Regions from separate parts of the Mus musculus genome. Here region 2 is linked to region 1. A link is a contact called in public HiChIP or PLAC-seq data. All regions are on one chromosome and are shown on one strand. Each heading gives the region's core, a stretch centred on a gene start, on an enhancer-like site or on the middle of the called end of the contact. The rest is flanking DNA. Distances are from core to core; before and after follow the strand shown.

Evidence for each region. HiChIP or PLAC-seq counts read pairs in DNA pulled down with a chosen protein or histone mark.
Region 2: an H3K4me3 HiChIP or PLAC-seq map of embryonic basal ganglia shows a contact between it and region 1, with 8 times the contacts expected there. The contact joins the enhancer-like site here to the promoter of Ebf1 in region 1. A contact is called at or near these places in 7 of 39 promoter capture datasets (the 3T3-L1 cell line, the C10 cell line, embryonic stem cells and 2 more), 3 of 15 datasets of contacts at CTCF or cohesin (the NIH/3T3 cell line, large pre-B cells and pro-B cells), 1 of 484 Hi-C or Micro-C datasets (embryonic fibroblasts), 17 of 115 datasets of contacts at active chromatin or transcription factors (the 230-238 cell line, the NIH/3T3 cell line, craniofacial prominence and 9 more) and 2 of 9 other capture datasets (embryonic stem cells and liver).

The regions. Positions count from the first base shown.
Region 1 is chr11:44,613,948-44,621,673 of GRCm38.p6, forward strand. It overlaps Ebf1 (early B cell factor 1), which reads left to right and starts at 4,153. Exons shown (of 16, transcript NM_007897.3): 1 at 4,153-4,365; 2 at 6,467-6,623; 3 at 7,220-7,283. The coding sequence starts at 4,232.
Region 2 is chr11:45,052,130-45,059,855 of GRCm38.p6, forward strand. No RefSeq gene overlaps it. Among named protein-coding and RNA genes, the nearest start is that of Gm51859, 33 kb to the right of the region's middle. Within about 2 kb of position 4,257, at least 3 of the 459 cell types and tissues checked have an H3K27ac peak or open chromatin away from gene starts, as enhancers often do. A contact at or near this core is called in embryonic basal ganglia, where this site is marked.

The DNA.
Region 1 (7,726 bases), core at 2,903-5,402:
TTCGAGATGGCCTGGGTGCCACTGGTTGGGCTTGAAGAGCACAGGGGGAGGGAATTCTTGGGCCCTAGCCTCAACTTCCTCCAGCACTGGGGGACCTGAGAAGCTGGGCAACCCCACTTGGTAGTGTGGACCCTCTGAGAACCTATCCATGACCACCACCCCATCTCTCCAGCCACAGCTGAAGAATCTGCCAGAAGTTCGACAGGAAAACATCATTCTAGAAGAAACATATTCCTTTACAGTGGCTCCTTCCCTGTCTCTTTGTTTGGGGAGAAGGCAAGAATTTTTAAATGTCTTTAAATATAGATTCCTAGGTACCAATGCCAGAGGCTCTGGTCCTGCAGCTGTGAAGGAGGCCCAGGTATCTGAATGTTCACACACACACACACACACACACACACACACACACACACACACACACACACAGAGAGAGAGAGAGTTCTCTCTCTCTCTCTCTCTCTCTCTCTCTCTCTCTCTCTCTCTCTCTCCCACTTCCTTTTGGCTTCCTTATACTTAAACATTTATTATTGGATGCAGAAGCCACGTTAAAAGGCAATTCACCCAGATGAAAATCTACAAATGCACTTTGCTTAATGAAAGTGAAATATGCCCACTATCCCAGGTGAGGTGTTGGCTGCCTGTCAAGCCAAAGGGAATTAGGGCTATCCAAAGATTCTTGCCTCCCTCTCTTTACCACCATCACTGCCTTCTCCTCCTCCTCCTCCTCCTCCTCCTCCTCCTCCTCCTCCTCCCCCCTCCTCCTCCTCCCCCCCTCCCCTTCCTCCTCCTCCTCCTCCTCCCCCCCTCCTCCTCCCCCCTCCTCCCCTTCCTCCTCCTCCTCCTCCTCCCCCCCTCCTCCTCCCCCCTCCTCCCCTTCCTCCTCCTCCTCCTCCTCCTCCTCCTCCTCCTCCTCCTCCTCCTCCTCCCCTTTCTCTCCTCCTCCTCCCCTTTCTCTCCTCCTCTTCTTCCTCCTCCTCTGGCTTATGGATATAAAAATTGCTTCCTTTTTAGTTAATTTCTGGAGAATTGGGCTGCTATAGCTGTCATTCTCTGTTCCAGTTTCTCTTTTCTGGATAGTGGGTTTCATGTGCTGACTGACACCAGGATCCTTTGTAGCCGACCTCCGACCTCCTCTGGAGGACTATGTTCTTTGTGACTCTTGTTAACCACAGGCCTCAATGTGACTGTGTTTCTCCTCATTCGGGCAATGATCCTTTCTTGACTGTGTGCATCACTGGAACATCTACCCCACTACATTCAACTTTTAATGTTTTGGCTTGATTACTGAAAAGTGGAGACTCAAGCAGTTAAGAAGAGTTAAGCCTAAGTCTTAAGCTAGGGCTTCCTGGGACCCATTGTAGAAGGGTGGCCAATGCTTCCTGATGCCCCTACCTTGAAGGGTCACCACTGAACTTAAGGAAGGGGCTTATTCTGTGTACTCCTGACGTTAAGAGGATCCTGGGTCTGGGACATCAGCACAGCTTGGAGCTTTGAAAAAGTTTAAAGAGGCCCAGCTTCAATTGTGCATTTAAAATCTATAGAGATGGAGAATGTTCTGGTGTCTACCAGCATATAACTCATCTTTTTACACACACACACACACACACACACACACACACACACACACACACACACACACACACAGCACCTACTGTGTACTAGAAACTCTAGTATATGCTATGAGGATCCTGGTGGATCAGATGATCTCTGCTGAGATGGCTTGGAGGAGATGGCATTAATTATGGGACCAGAAAGAAATGTCCCAGCACATCTGTAGTCTAGATAAATAGTCTGGGAGCTATAGTAGATAAAGTTATGTCTGAAGATAGTGGCCATGCAGTCAACCTGTAGTCTTGGAATACACCCACCCACTCTTTCATCACAAAGGGGCTCCACTTTCCTCCCTGGACAGACCCAGCAACCAGAATGCTTGCTGGCCTCAATTGTTCCATTCAACAGGGATGTGTGTTCCTTCCCGTCACTGACTGCAATACATTTTATAAATCAAAGGGCCAAGGAAGACCAGCAGAAAAGGGAATCTGGATTTCAGGCAAAGAATTTCCCCCCAAGGAGTCCTTGGCAGCCTTGGCTGCATCCAGGATGTCCTCTAAGAGTAATGATACATTTACCACGAGCTTATTAAACGCTGCAACCATTTTTTTTAAATGATGGGGTAGGCATATTACCCATAAACCTCCACTCATTTCCTCCTTAGCCATAACACAAAGGTCAATAGGCCTGAGATGGGAGACAAGTTACCCTCTTCTCCCTCCGTTTCTTCCTGTCTTCCTTCCTCCCCTTACATTCTTCCACCTTATCCACTTCCTCTTCTCCCCGTTTCCCTCCCAACCTCTCATCTCTCTTCTCTACATCCCAGTCTCTCTCCCTATGGCTGTGATGGAAGTTGGTTCAAGCCCCCTTCCCCTTTAACAGAAAGAACTTTGTGTGCCAAATAACCAACTAATCAGAGAAGGCAACACCCTTGCTGCAGTTGTTAAAGAAAAATAAAGCTACTTTGCGGAGCAGGAGAAGGGACTGAGGATCTGAAGATATTTAGAGTCGCAGGCTGCATAGCCCCAGAGACTCATTCACTCTTAGGGACTTCTGGAGAGTAGTGACCGAGTGAAAACCGCGCCCAACAGCATTCGTGTCTGGGTTAGCACCAGAGTTAGAGGCATTTCAGAAGCCTGCTGAAGACTGAGTCTAGAATGCCCATTCCCTTGCGGTCTACTAAAGTCGTATTGGTTGGGGCTTTAGGTTTCTCTACCTCTCCTGACACGGAGATAATGTCTTCCGAGTGCCCTCAAGTCTCGATCTCGCGCACATAAAGTTCATCCCGCCACCCTTGTTTCAGAGTGAAGAGCTGGACACCTGGGATGGGCATCCTGCCTTTTCTGCCTGGTCAGTCCTTTTTTCCTCCACGTTTGCCCCCGAAGTCCCAGGACAGGCAAGCAAGGGACTAGGCGTCTGCCCAAAGAGAACGCAGTCAGTACGCCTCCGTCGCGCTCAGGGCTCGGAAGGGATGCTTAAGAACTGCCATGGTGCATACCCCTTCGACTCAGGATACCTCCATCTCCTTCCCTCTGCCCCCTCTCTCGCTCTCTAAGGCCACGCTCCTTCCAGTTTAGACGCTAGAGCTCAGAGATCCCTTGCTCGCCACTTTGCCGGGAACTTTGGCGGCTCCCCTGCGCCACAAGGAGAAGGATGTTAATGAGGGAGTGTGGCCAGGCTCTGTGAACAAGCCAGCTCGGGAGCTGCGATTGGCTGTGATAAGGCGGAAGGATGACGTTATGCAAAGAAGGGGCGTGTCTAGGCTGCGAGGGCCCCGCCTCCTTCCCTTTGGGGTTAGTGTGCCTGTGTTTAGCTCTGGGGAGAGTCAAACTGGATTCCACAGGGAGAGCCTGCAAATCACTTCTATTTTAGCAAGGAGAAAACAGAATCTCCATCCAGCAGGGTCCACCCCTCTCTTTCTCCCTCTCCTCTCTTTTTCTATCTCTTTCCCTCCCCCCTTCCTCTTTCCCTCTCTCTCCCCTTCCCCCCCCCCCCTCCGGTGTATCTGTCTACAGCAACCAGCGTCCTCATCTACACGCACGGAAAGGAAAGAAACATCTTTGGTTGAGAGAGGAGGAGGAAAAAAGAGAGAGAAAAAAACTTGCCTGGTTGTGGAAAATGACACTTCAAGTAGCCAAGCCGGCTTCGAGAGTCGTATCTATTGTTTCTTAAATTGTCATCAGGGTGGTTTTTTTTCTTCCTGCTTCTTCAAGTGAAGGTACCGCTACAAAAGGAAACTCCAGCCCCTCCTGTTCTCCAACGGCCTGTGATTACTACAAAAAGAAAAAAAAAAAGGCAAAAAAAAAAAAAAAAGCAAAAAAAAAAAAAAAAAAAAAAAAAAAAAAGGAAAAAAAAAGCACCCAAACTCAAAACCAACCAACCAAACAACCCCCAACAGCCAGGCATATATCTCTGTTTTTTCTTAATTTTGGTCTTTTCGTTGGATTTTCCCTTTCTTTTTTTTTCCCCTCGCCCCCCTCCTTGTTATCGCTCAGTTTTGAGCGAAGGTTTACATTTTTAAAAATTTTGCTTTTCAGCCCGCCTTGATGTAGCGCGAGTCTCATCGACTCAAAAAAAAAAAAAAAAATCTGTGGTTGGCGTTTTTTTTTTTTTTTCCTTTTTTTTTTTTTCAAATATTTTCAAAGGGGAGGAGATTTTTCCACAAGAAAAGGTTGTTTTCATGTTTGGGATCCAGGAAAGCATCCAACGGAGTGGAAGCAGTATGAAGGAAGAGCCGCTGGGCAGCGGCATGAACGCGGTGCGGACGTGGATGCAGGGCGCCGGGGTGCTGGACGCCAACACAGCGGCGCAGAGGTGGGTACCGCTGGGGGACCGTGGAGGAGAGGCCACCGGCTAGCGGGAGAGCCCGGAGACGGCGGCGCGGCTACCCGGGGCCTGGCCACGCGAGTGCGTCTGCCGCTGCGCTGCGCTCGCCGCCCGAGCTCCGCGCTCCTCGGCTGCGCAGCACTCGTCGCCGGGTGGCCAGAGATCAGCGAGCTGCTGGAGGGAGCCGAGCCCAAGCTTTGCCGGCACTTTCCGCAGCCCCATCTGCGAGTGTTTTCGTTTTGTTTTAACCCAGAAGAGGCGTCTCTGCAGCTCGGTGTTGGATAGCTGCGCTTTTCTGACCGCTTGTTTTCTTTTCTGTGTGGTTATATTTTTCCCTTTTCCTCTCCTTCTCTTCGCTTCCTTTCCCCTTTATTTCGCTTCAGTTCTTTCCTTTTTCTTCTTCCCTCTTTTCTTTTTTCCTACTTAATTTTCTTCTCTCCCCCTTTCTTCCTTTCTATTTTCTACCTTCTTTAATTCTTTCCTTTCCCCCTATCTTTCCTTTCCCTTTTCTACCTTCTTTAATTTTTTCTTGTCCTTCTCCACTCTTTTCCCCCCTTCTTTCTCAGTTTCACTCTTCGTTTTTCTCTTCTCTTTCCTCACCTGGCTCTCTCCCCCGTTTCTCTCTCTCTCTCTCTCTCTCTCTCTCCATTTTTCTTCTTGGAGTCTCCTCTTATTTCTCCTATCTGGTTCTTTACTCTCTCCTCTCTCCACTTCTTAGCCTTCAGTTTTTCTCAGTCTGCCTGTAGAATAGTGATTTCCAACTTTAATTTTCACATCTCCTAAAAGCCACCCTCATCCACTGTCACCTTGGCCTTCCCCAGTCCCTCTCCCACTCTCCAGATCCTACACTGAGTGATTTGGAGGCCATGCTCTTGGAGACCAACTTGAGGAACTTCCCTGGACACACCCAGTGCCCTGTCCAGGGGCTCCTAGTCCCAAGTGAGAAATGGTACCTTGCCCTTTTCATTGCTGGCCACCACCTGGGCTTCGGGGAAAACTTTGTGGGCCCAGGCTCCATTAGACATAAAGGGTGCAGAAGGGGAATGGGGAGTAGTTCCATCTTTCCATTTTTGGGGGGAAGGGCTAGGGACAACTGTCCTATACTGTTTCCATCCCCATGAGCACAGGGTTGGGAGTGGTTGGTAGTGAGAGTGAATTGGGTAACTAGGCTAGAAGCGAAAGTGTGTGTGTGTGTGTGTGTGTGTGTGTGTGTGTGTGTGTGTGTGTGTGTTGTCCGATAGTGTCCGGCAGTTTGGGCTGTCATTGTGGTGCCCCCGGGCATCCTATTCTCCAGTCCCCCGCGGATCTTCTCAGCCAAGAAGCCTTGGCCCTTTGGGTTTCTGGAATGTGTGAGGAGGATTTCTCAGAATGGCAAAACTTTGGCAAGACAGGTCTTTTATTTAAAAAAAAAATTAACCAAACAACAACAGTCACTTACAACAGTAAAACAAGACGCCCCAGTTCTCTTTCCCATGGCGATCGATCATTTCTAATAGCCGCGAGTCCCAATCAGGGACCCTTCTCCGCTTGCTTGCCGTTTGTGTAGAAAATTAGCGTGCTGAGGTCGGGTACCATCAGCTGGCCGAGGCTAGGGAGTTTCCTGGAGGGTGGCTGAGGCAGCGAACAACCTAGCATGCCTTCATGCATTTCCACCTGCCCACTTACTTGCGAGATTTGGAGGCGTAGTCGGAGCCTATTCCCACGCCCTGGCCTTCGAAGTAGTAAATTGCGCACTTTCTCTTTAACCCCGTCTCATTTCACCCACGGTCACGTTTCCTCTCCACGCAGCGCGTTTCAAGTGGAGTAAAGATTGTAGCGTTTCATCTCACACCCAAAACCCAAACAAAACTTCCACACCTCTGAGTTCTGATGACCCGCTGTCTCTGGAAGGGGAGGACAGGGACATGAGTGGCATTTGTCCGGTTCGTCAGCCGCTCTTGAGCTCCTGATGGGTCATGGAAGGAGCCCAGGGGATGTTTTGGGAGCAGAGAAGGTGGGTGTTGGGGGGGTTCGCTCGCGTGTCCTGGGTGACAGGGGGATGCGGGACACAGTCTGGCTTAGCCATCTAACTCTGCGTCTTTGGTCGCAGCGGGGTGGGTCTGGCCCGGGCTCACTTTGAGAAGCAGCCGCCTTCTAACCTGCGGAAATCCAACTTCTTCCACTTCGTCCTGGCCCTCTACGACAGACAGGGCCAGCCCGTGGAGATTGAGAGGACGGCCTTTGTGGGGTTCGTGGAGAAGGAAAAAGTAAGTGGGCGCAGCGCAGTCCCTAGTAGTCCCGGGCTCAGAAAGCAGGCCCAGGCGCCTTGGAAGCCGCCTCCCGTGTGGGCAAAGGTTTGCTCACACTCCTGTGAGAGTCCCCCCCCCCCCCCCTTCCCGCCCCCAGCTACTTCCCGCCCTGGACGAATCCAGGCTCCTGGGACTCAAGGTCCTGCTTCAGAAAGTGAGCACGGAGCCCCCAGGGCTGGAGAGATTCCAGGCAAAAAACGAGCGGAACCCTACTTGAGTCTAGCCTTGGGAGCCTGCAGAGTGCTTGCTCTGAACTATCAGATCAGGAATGCTTGCCCCAGATGGCCCAGGCTGCAGTCCTTAGGCTCTGGGAAGAGTCTCACCCATGTGCACCTCACAGAAATTTCTGGAATGGTAGAGAGAAAGCAGTTTGGGATGAGGGTGGAGAAAAGATTAAGTTTGCCACAGTTTCTGTTACTACTGGGGTTGACTGGCTTTACAGGATGGGGGGGGGGTCCCCATTTGGGAAAAGTTGCCTTGAAGTTGGTGGGTGCACTCGCTCATGGAGACCTCTCTCCTCGTTTCTTGTGTCTTTGGGCCTTGCTGCAAACCAGGAAGCCAACAGCGAAAAGACCAATAATGGGATCCACTACCGGCTCCAGCTCCTCTACAGCAATGGTGAGGCTCCTGTCGGGTCGGTGCCAGCACCCTGGGGCTCCGGGTCAGGGCAAGGGGCTCACGGAGCTCCAGGTGGACGAAAACCCCCCAGCGAAGCTCAGCCGTCAGCCACCCTCCAGGTGAACAGGCCTCTCCGAAATTTCATTCTAGGAAGTTTCTCACCTGAGGAGGCAGAGGGCGGCTTGGTCAGCCCAGGGCTGACCAGAGGCCACTTGGCCCTGACAAGACCACTTGGTTGTCCTCTTTCCCCCACTTCTTGAGGCCTGTGTTGCTTGGCCAAAATTCCAGGTCGCTTGGCTCCTCGGTTTTTTTGAGGGGTGGGGAGGGTGGGCTGGGGAGAGGCTGGGAGTGGAGGAGCTCCTGATGGATCCAGGCGGCTTCAGAAGGGCTCTAGCCTGGGAAGGGAGAGTGGCCAGGTTGGGGGGCGGGGTCCCCACCTCTTT
Region 2 (7,726 bases), core at 3,007-5,506, 440 kb after region 1:
CTCTGGTTAGTGAGGGTTTTTCAATCTTGATTTTCTCAAAGAACCAGCTCCTGGTTTTGTTGATTCTTTGTATAGTTCTTGTTGTTTCTATTTGGTTAGTTTCAGCCCTGAGTTTGATTATTTCCTACCATCTATTCCTCTTGGATATATTTGCTTCTTTTTGTTCAGAGCTTTCAGATGTGCTGTCAAGTTGCTAGTGTAAACTTTCTTCAGTTTCTTTTTGCAGACACTTAGAGCTATGAGTTTTCCTCTTACCACTGCTTTCATTGTGTCCCATAAGTTTTGATATGATGTGTCTTCATTTTCACTAAATTCTAAGCAGCCTTTAATTTTTTTTTTATTTCTTCCTTGACCAAGTTATCATTGAGTAGAGCATTGTTCAGCTTCCATGTGTATGTGTGCTTTTTGTTGTTTTTGTTAGTATTTAAGACCAGCCTTAGTCTGTGGTGATTTTATAGGGTGCGTGGGATTATTTCAATCTTCTTGTATCTTTTGAGGCCTGTTTTGTGACCAATTATATGGTCAATTTTGGAGAAAGTATCATGAGGTGCTGAGAAGAAGGTATATTCTTTTGTTTTAGGATGAAATGTTCTACAACTATCTGTTAGATACATTTTGTTCATAACTTGTGTTAGTTGTTTCTTGGTGTCTCTGTTTAGATTCTGTTTCCAGGATCTGTCCATTGCTGAGAGTCAGGTGTTGAAGTCTTCCACTATTATTGTATGGTGTGTGATGTGTGCTTTCAGATTTAGTAAAGCTTCTTTTATGAATGTGGGTGCACTTGCATTTGGAGCATAGATGTTTAGAATTGAGAGTTCATCTTGGTAGATTTTTTTTCTTTGACGAGTATGAAGTGTTCATACTTATCTTTTTTTGATAACTTTTAGAATGGCTACTCCAGCTTATTTCTTGGGACTATTTGCTTGGAAAATTGTTTTCCAACTTTTTACTCTGAGGTAGTGTCTGTCTTTTTCACTGAAGTGCATTTCTTGTATGCAACAAAATACTGGGTCCTGTTTACCTATCCAGACTGCTAGTCTATGTCTTTTTATTGGGGAATTGAGTCCATTGATAATAAGAGAAATCAAGGAAAAGTGATTGTTACTTCCTGTAATTTTTGTTGTTTGAGGTGGAATTATGTTTACGTGGCTCTCTTCTTTTGAGTTTGTTGAAAGATTACTTTCTTGCTTTTTCCTAGGGTATAGTTTCACTCCTTTTGTTGATGTTTTCCATCTATTATTCTTTGTAGGGCTGGATTTATTGAAAGATAAAGTATAAATTTAGTTTTGTCATGGAATATCTTGTTTTCTCCGTCAATGGTAATTGAGAGATTTGTTGGGTATAGTAACCTGGGCTGGCATTTGTGTTCTCTTAGGGTCTGTATGACATGTGCTCAGGATCTTCTAGCTTTCATGGTCTCTGGTAAGAAATGTGGTGTAATTCTGATAGGCCTGCCTTTATATGTTACTTGACCTTTTTCCGTTACTGATTTTAGTATTCGTTCTTTGTTTTGTGCATTTGGTGATTTGATTATTATGTGACAGGAGGAATTTCTTTTCTGCCCGTCTATTTGGAGTTTTGTAGGCTTCTTGTATGTTCATGGACATCTCTTTATTTAGTTTAGGAAAGTTTTCTTCTATAATTTTGTTGAAGATATTTACTGGCCCTTTAAGTTGGGAATCTTCACTCTCTTCTATGCCTATTATTCTTAGGTTTCATCTTATTGTGTCCTCCATTTCCTGGATGTTTGGAGTTAGGAGCTTTTTCCTTTTTCTATTTTCTTTGACTGTTGTGTCAATGTTTTCTATGGTATCTTTTACACCTGAGATTCTCTCTTCTATCTCTTGTATTCTGTTGGTGATGGTTGTATCTATGACTCCTGATCCTTTCCCAGGTTTTCTAATTCCAGGGTTGTCTCCCCTTGTGATTTCTTTATTGTTTCTATTTTCATTTTTAGATCTTGGATGGTTTTTTTTCATTTCTTTCACCTGTTTGATCATGTTTTCCTGTAATTTTTAAGGGATTTTTGTGTTTCCTCTTTAAGCGCTTCTAGCTGTTTACCTGTGTTCTGCTGTATTTCTTTAAGGGAGTTATTTATGTCCTTCTTAAAATCCTCTATCATCCTTATGAGAAGTGATTTTAGATTTGAATTTCGCTTTTCCAGTGTGATGGTGTATCCAGGACATGCTATGGTGGGAGAATTGGGTTCTGATGATGACCTTGCTAACCTTGGTTTCTGTTGCTTGTGTTCTTATGCTTGCCTCCTGCCATCTGATAATCTCAAGTGCTACCTGCTCTTCTTATATCTGACTGGAGCCTGTCCTTCCTGTAATCCTGTTCCTGTCAGAATTCCTCAGAGTTCAGCTATATTTGTGATCCCGTGATTCTGGGATCCAGTGATCCTGAGATCCTGGGTATGTCAGAGCTCTTGGGATAAAAGCTGCCTCTGGGACTCTGAGATCCTCGTGTGACCAAGCTCCTGGGATTCTGTAATCCTATGATCCTGTGATTCTGGGTGTGTTAGGGTGCCTGGGAGTGGAGGTTCTTCTGGGTATTGTGGGACTGGCGGTAGAGTTAGCAACCAATGTCTGCTCAGGAGACTGGCCTAGACTGGAAGGAACTCATGCCACAGATCAGGCAGAGTTTCTGGGTGCCTGGGTCCCGGTGGTTCCAATTACTCCCCGGTGTTGGGGCAGATGTTGTGTCCTCCTCACCTCTGACCCTATGATCCTGGGCATATTAGAGCGCCTGGGAGTTGAGCTTCTTCTGGGTGTTGTGGGACTCATTGTGGAGTTTAAGCCCAAGGTCTGCTCAGGGGATCGGGTCAGACTGGAAAGAACCCCTGCCACTGGTCAGGTGGAGTTCCTGGGTGCCTGGGTCCTTTCTATCTCTGTCTTAAGAGAGTATGTTTTTAAAAATTAATAACAGAGTTAGTGACTGAGCCTAGACTTCACACATGCTAAGAAATCTGTCTGCCACCAAGCTATTTCCACAGCTCTTAGAAGTATATTATTGACTTTTCCACAATACTAATTTTTTACAACCCATAAGCCTGGGAGATCTTCCATTTTCTAGTGTTCTCCTCAATCTCTTTCTTCAAAATATACAGAGGTGAGGTTCTCAACCCCACCTAATAGAATATATAACACAACCTAACGTGAGTGCTGTACCTCAGGCTTCTGGAACATCAGGGAATAGGGGAAAGGGAGGGAAGATTAAAGGAGCCAGAGGACTGGAATGTCTGTGAGATTGTGTCTTTTATATATGATAGGAATGCTGTACCTATGAAATCTCAACACTATGGCTAGTCAACTCGACCTAAACAGCTGATATTTGGGCGAAGAGCTAGATGTTGAGGAAAAGGAAGCTAAGTAAAGATCTGGGATAAATCAGAAAGTGTTTGAGGAAAAGGGATATATAGGGTACTCTGCACAGCAATTCAGGCTTTTATCTCATACCCTTCTGTTTAAGCCGTCTGGGTTTGAGACTTCCCCAATTCCTTTTCTCCACCAAAACTTACATTTCAAATGTTGTATTTGCCTTCTCAATGAATACCTATCCATATACTTATATATAGTGATCATTCCTTTTCAAGGAATATCTGCATTTTACAGGGATCCACTAAAGGCAATTTCCTTCCAAAAGCATGGTGGAGATACTGTGATTTGAGCATTGTGGGGGGCCACTGAGGGGATACTTAGAACAAATGAGACTGAGACATATAAACCAGGCAGCACAGTTAATAATGAGTCCCATTGCTGAAGTGTTCTCTCTAGTGTATAGGAATCACCAGCTGCCTGCCAGGAATATGCTCCAAACTGACACACTTAAGAACAAAGATTTCTGTCAGTTCTAAATGCAGCTGAGAAATGGAGTTCGGGTGTGATTGGGGACAATCTCTCCAGTAGATTGTGTCATGGCACACGTACAGAGGCTCTAGGCAGAGCAGTTCCTTGTTAAAGGGTTTTACATCCCTATCTGAGTTTTAAATGTTGAACCACACAAAGGAATTGTTGAAACCTCCTTAAGCAGCTAAAACCTTGTTCCCAATTCATGGGAAATTTGGCCATGGAAGAGATTAAATAGAGTGGTGTCGCTAGTCAGAGTTGATGAAATGCAAGCACGGAGATGGTACCTATCAAAAAGGAAATTAGAATAAATGAATATTAAAATATTTAAATCTATAATAATGTGTTCAAAACACAGTTCCAAAGAACATTATCATTGGAAGTGAGAAACCCGCGCTAAGTCACTTATAGTCTCTCCCAAGCAACCTTCTTCCTTCCATTTCAACTCATTAGGGTAATATTAGCTTTGAGCATAATGGTGTAATTTTAACTGTACTGTACACAAATTACTCTGGCTCTTTATGTGACAAGACTTAGCAATAATCCCTCTCGGTAGATCTTTAACAATTGCTACAATGCTGGGGTGGGGAGGGGTGGGTGTGAGGGGTGTGTGGGGGTGAATGAAGCTCCTTGAAAGAAACAAACAGGAAAGACAAGAGTTTATGCTAACCCATGGGGAGGGTCAGAGATGAATGTTTCTATATTGTTAACGTAGGTGGCTACCTTCCCAAAGTTTTACATTAAGAAGGAAACGTTGCCATTTTCGAAATGATCTGTGCTCAATAAGGTCCAGAGAACTCAATGTCCTAAGATAAAGGCCCAGAGAACTGATCTTGCCTTCTTCCTAATCAGTCATCTGAGTATGGCAGTCATAACAGTCAGCTCAGATACATGGCACTGCATGAGGAACTTTAAGGTGCAGGCTAAACCATCATCCAATGGCTCTCACTATGAAAAGAAAATCTGAGCAAAGACTTGAAGAAAGTCCCAGGATTAACATTTGGCAAAGGGGCTTCATTTAAATGATCATTTAAAAGTCCACTATGTAAGGCAGGCTGAGTAGCAATTAGTAAGAAGTGTGGCCAGGGAAAAATGAGCTGGGGGTCCACTTGGGAAGATTAGAGGGGACACAACAGAAGAACATGGTGGAAACACTAAGAGCTAGGATTTCTTCTAGAAAGGAAAGGACAGTCACTGGGTTCTGAACAAAATGACCGCATGGTTTAAAAATTATCACTCTGGTTTCTGTTTAAAAACAGCCAGGGCCTCTTGTAATAGTTCAAAGGAGAAATGAAAAAGATAAATGGCCAGACTTCTCTGGATTCTGAAAGGTGAATCCAATAGATTTCCTCAGCAATTGGATGTGGATTTGAAACAGCAGAGTCAAGGATGACTCCTGGAAGTATGATCAGCCGAAGGATGCAGTCGCCATCTCCTGTGATGGAGAAAAACTACAGCTAGAGGGGGTGTGGAGAGGAAAAAAATTTTTTACTTTGCATGCATTGAGAGTCAAATATCAGATATTCAAATAGAGATGTCAAGAAATCAATCTAGTGTTGGAGTTTGATGTTGGAATAAAGCACTTCGCCCTGTGCTGGGAATATAAGAGACTGTCATTAGAGGTGAGAGGAAAACAAAGACTTCAGTCTTGGGGAGGAGATCCCAGCATTAGAAAATCTAGAAGAATCAGCAAAACCTAGAAAGTGATGTTGTTACTACTTTCTGTAAGATGGACTTGAATATTTGACCCGTGACTTAGCATGGCAATCAGAGTATCTAGTTGGGGGAGCCCACAGATTGTTATGAGCTGGTTTGGGGACAGTCTGAAGTGGGCCTCTGAGAAGATTAAGGATAATGAATAGAAATAACTTCTTCAAGGAGCTTTGCCAAAAAGGGAGACTGACAGAAGAAAATATTGGTGGGGGAAGTTGCATGTTGGGATAGGATTCAATATTTTCTTGGAATTTTTCTGTTTGTGTGTATGTGTGTATCTGTTCGTGTGCATGCAGATACATGTGTGTGCATGTGCATGCAGAGGCCATAAGACAATCTCAGGTCATGGTTAGGTGGTATCTGCCTTGGGTCTTTGAGATAAAGTCTCTTTCTCATTGGTTGGAAGCACAGCAAGTAGTCTAGACTGGACAGCAAGCTCCAGGGATCCACCTGTCTCCATATCCTAAGCACTGGAATCACAAGAATGTATTGCTGTGTCCAGCTCTCAATGTGGATTATGGGAGCTGAATTCATGATTTCAAGGCCAGACACTTATCAACTGAACTATCCCTTCAAACCCTATGGTGGTTTGAATAGGAATGGTCCCCATAGACTCATGTGTTTGAATACTTGGCCTATGGGGAGTGACACTATTAGGAGGTGTGGCCTTGTTGGAGAAAGTGTGTCACTGTAGGGCAGGCTTTGGGGTCTCCCATGCTCAAGCTCCATACAGTGTAGAACAAAGTCTCTTTCTGCTGCTTTTGGATCAAGATATAGAAGTCTTGAATCAAGATGTAGGCTCTTCCAGCACCATATCTGCCTGGACACTGCCATGCTTCCTGCAATGATGATAATGGACTAAACCTCTGAAACTGTAAGCCAACTTCAATTAAATATTCTTCTTTATAAGAGTCGCCATGGTCATGATGTCTCTTCACAGCAATAAAACCCTAACTAAGATATACTGCATCTAATTTCCTTAACAGAAAATGCCAGAAGTAACAGAATGTCTGTATTCCCATCAGAAGAATCTGGTCCAGTATAAATAGATTATAAAAAAGAAATGAGGAGGGAACAGCTGGGTTATTGTCCTTGAGGAGGCAGCGTGGGTGCTTCTTATGTCCTGGACTGGCTATCTGGAGAAAGGAGTGCAGCTCCTTCTGGCTCCTCTGCAGCTGCTTATGTTAAGCTGGGAACTTCTGGTTATTTCTGTCTTTTTTTTTTTAAATGAAGGATGAAATTGGCCAGCACTCCACAGTGAGCACTGGGAAGAGATGCTGAGGGTTGTGAGAAGTCAAGAAGGTAGGTTTGGAGCATGTAATTGTTTGCATAGCAAGGCATGCATGAATTTGGTTGGTTAAAGTAACCAAATTAGATTGTCTCCTAGTTGTGGAATGTAGAAGCCAAGAGTTCAAGGTGTTGGAAGGAATGGTGGTTTCTTCCAAGGGCTCTGAGAAGCATCTGTTTTAGACCTTTCTTCTAGAGACTGTTGGTTGCCTGGGCACCTTCTGCACTTCTTAGCTTTAGAAGTATTTTCTCCAGACCCGACTTAAACTTCACATGATATTCTCTGAGTACATGTGGCTATGCACAAATTTTTCCTATTATAACAACACTGGGCTTATTGGGTTAGGACTCAGTGACTTTAACTTCATTAATCACATTCATAACTGGCCTACTCCTATAAAAGGTGACATTCTTTTTCTTTTTCTCAAGACAAGGTTTCTTCGTGTAGCTCTGGCTATCCAGGAAGTCACTATGCAGATCAGGTTGGCCTTAAGCTTAGAGATGAGCCTGCCTCTGCCTCCTGAGTGCTGGAATTGTATTCTGCCTAGCTACAAATTTGAGAAGAGGCACACAGGACCTTACGACTATAACACGTGATCAAGGAGAACAGAATTTATCTGGAAGCAGAAGGATTAATGGACATTTGTTCTGATCTTTGTCTGTCCATCCAACCCAGAGAGACACTCTCACTGCCTGCCTTCGGTGCAATGATGTGAGTATAGGAGAGGAAAGAAGGGCATTCAACCAAGGCTGTAGTTTAAACAGAACCAAGTATTCAAGTATGCCCGCCACGTGTGAGCCATGACGATGACTTAATATGGAACTGAAGCTGGGTAGGGAGGAAGAGAGGACTTGTAGGTGATAAAGGATAAGAACTT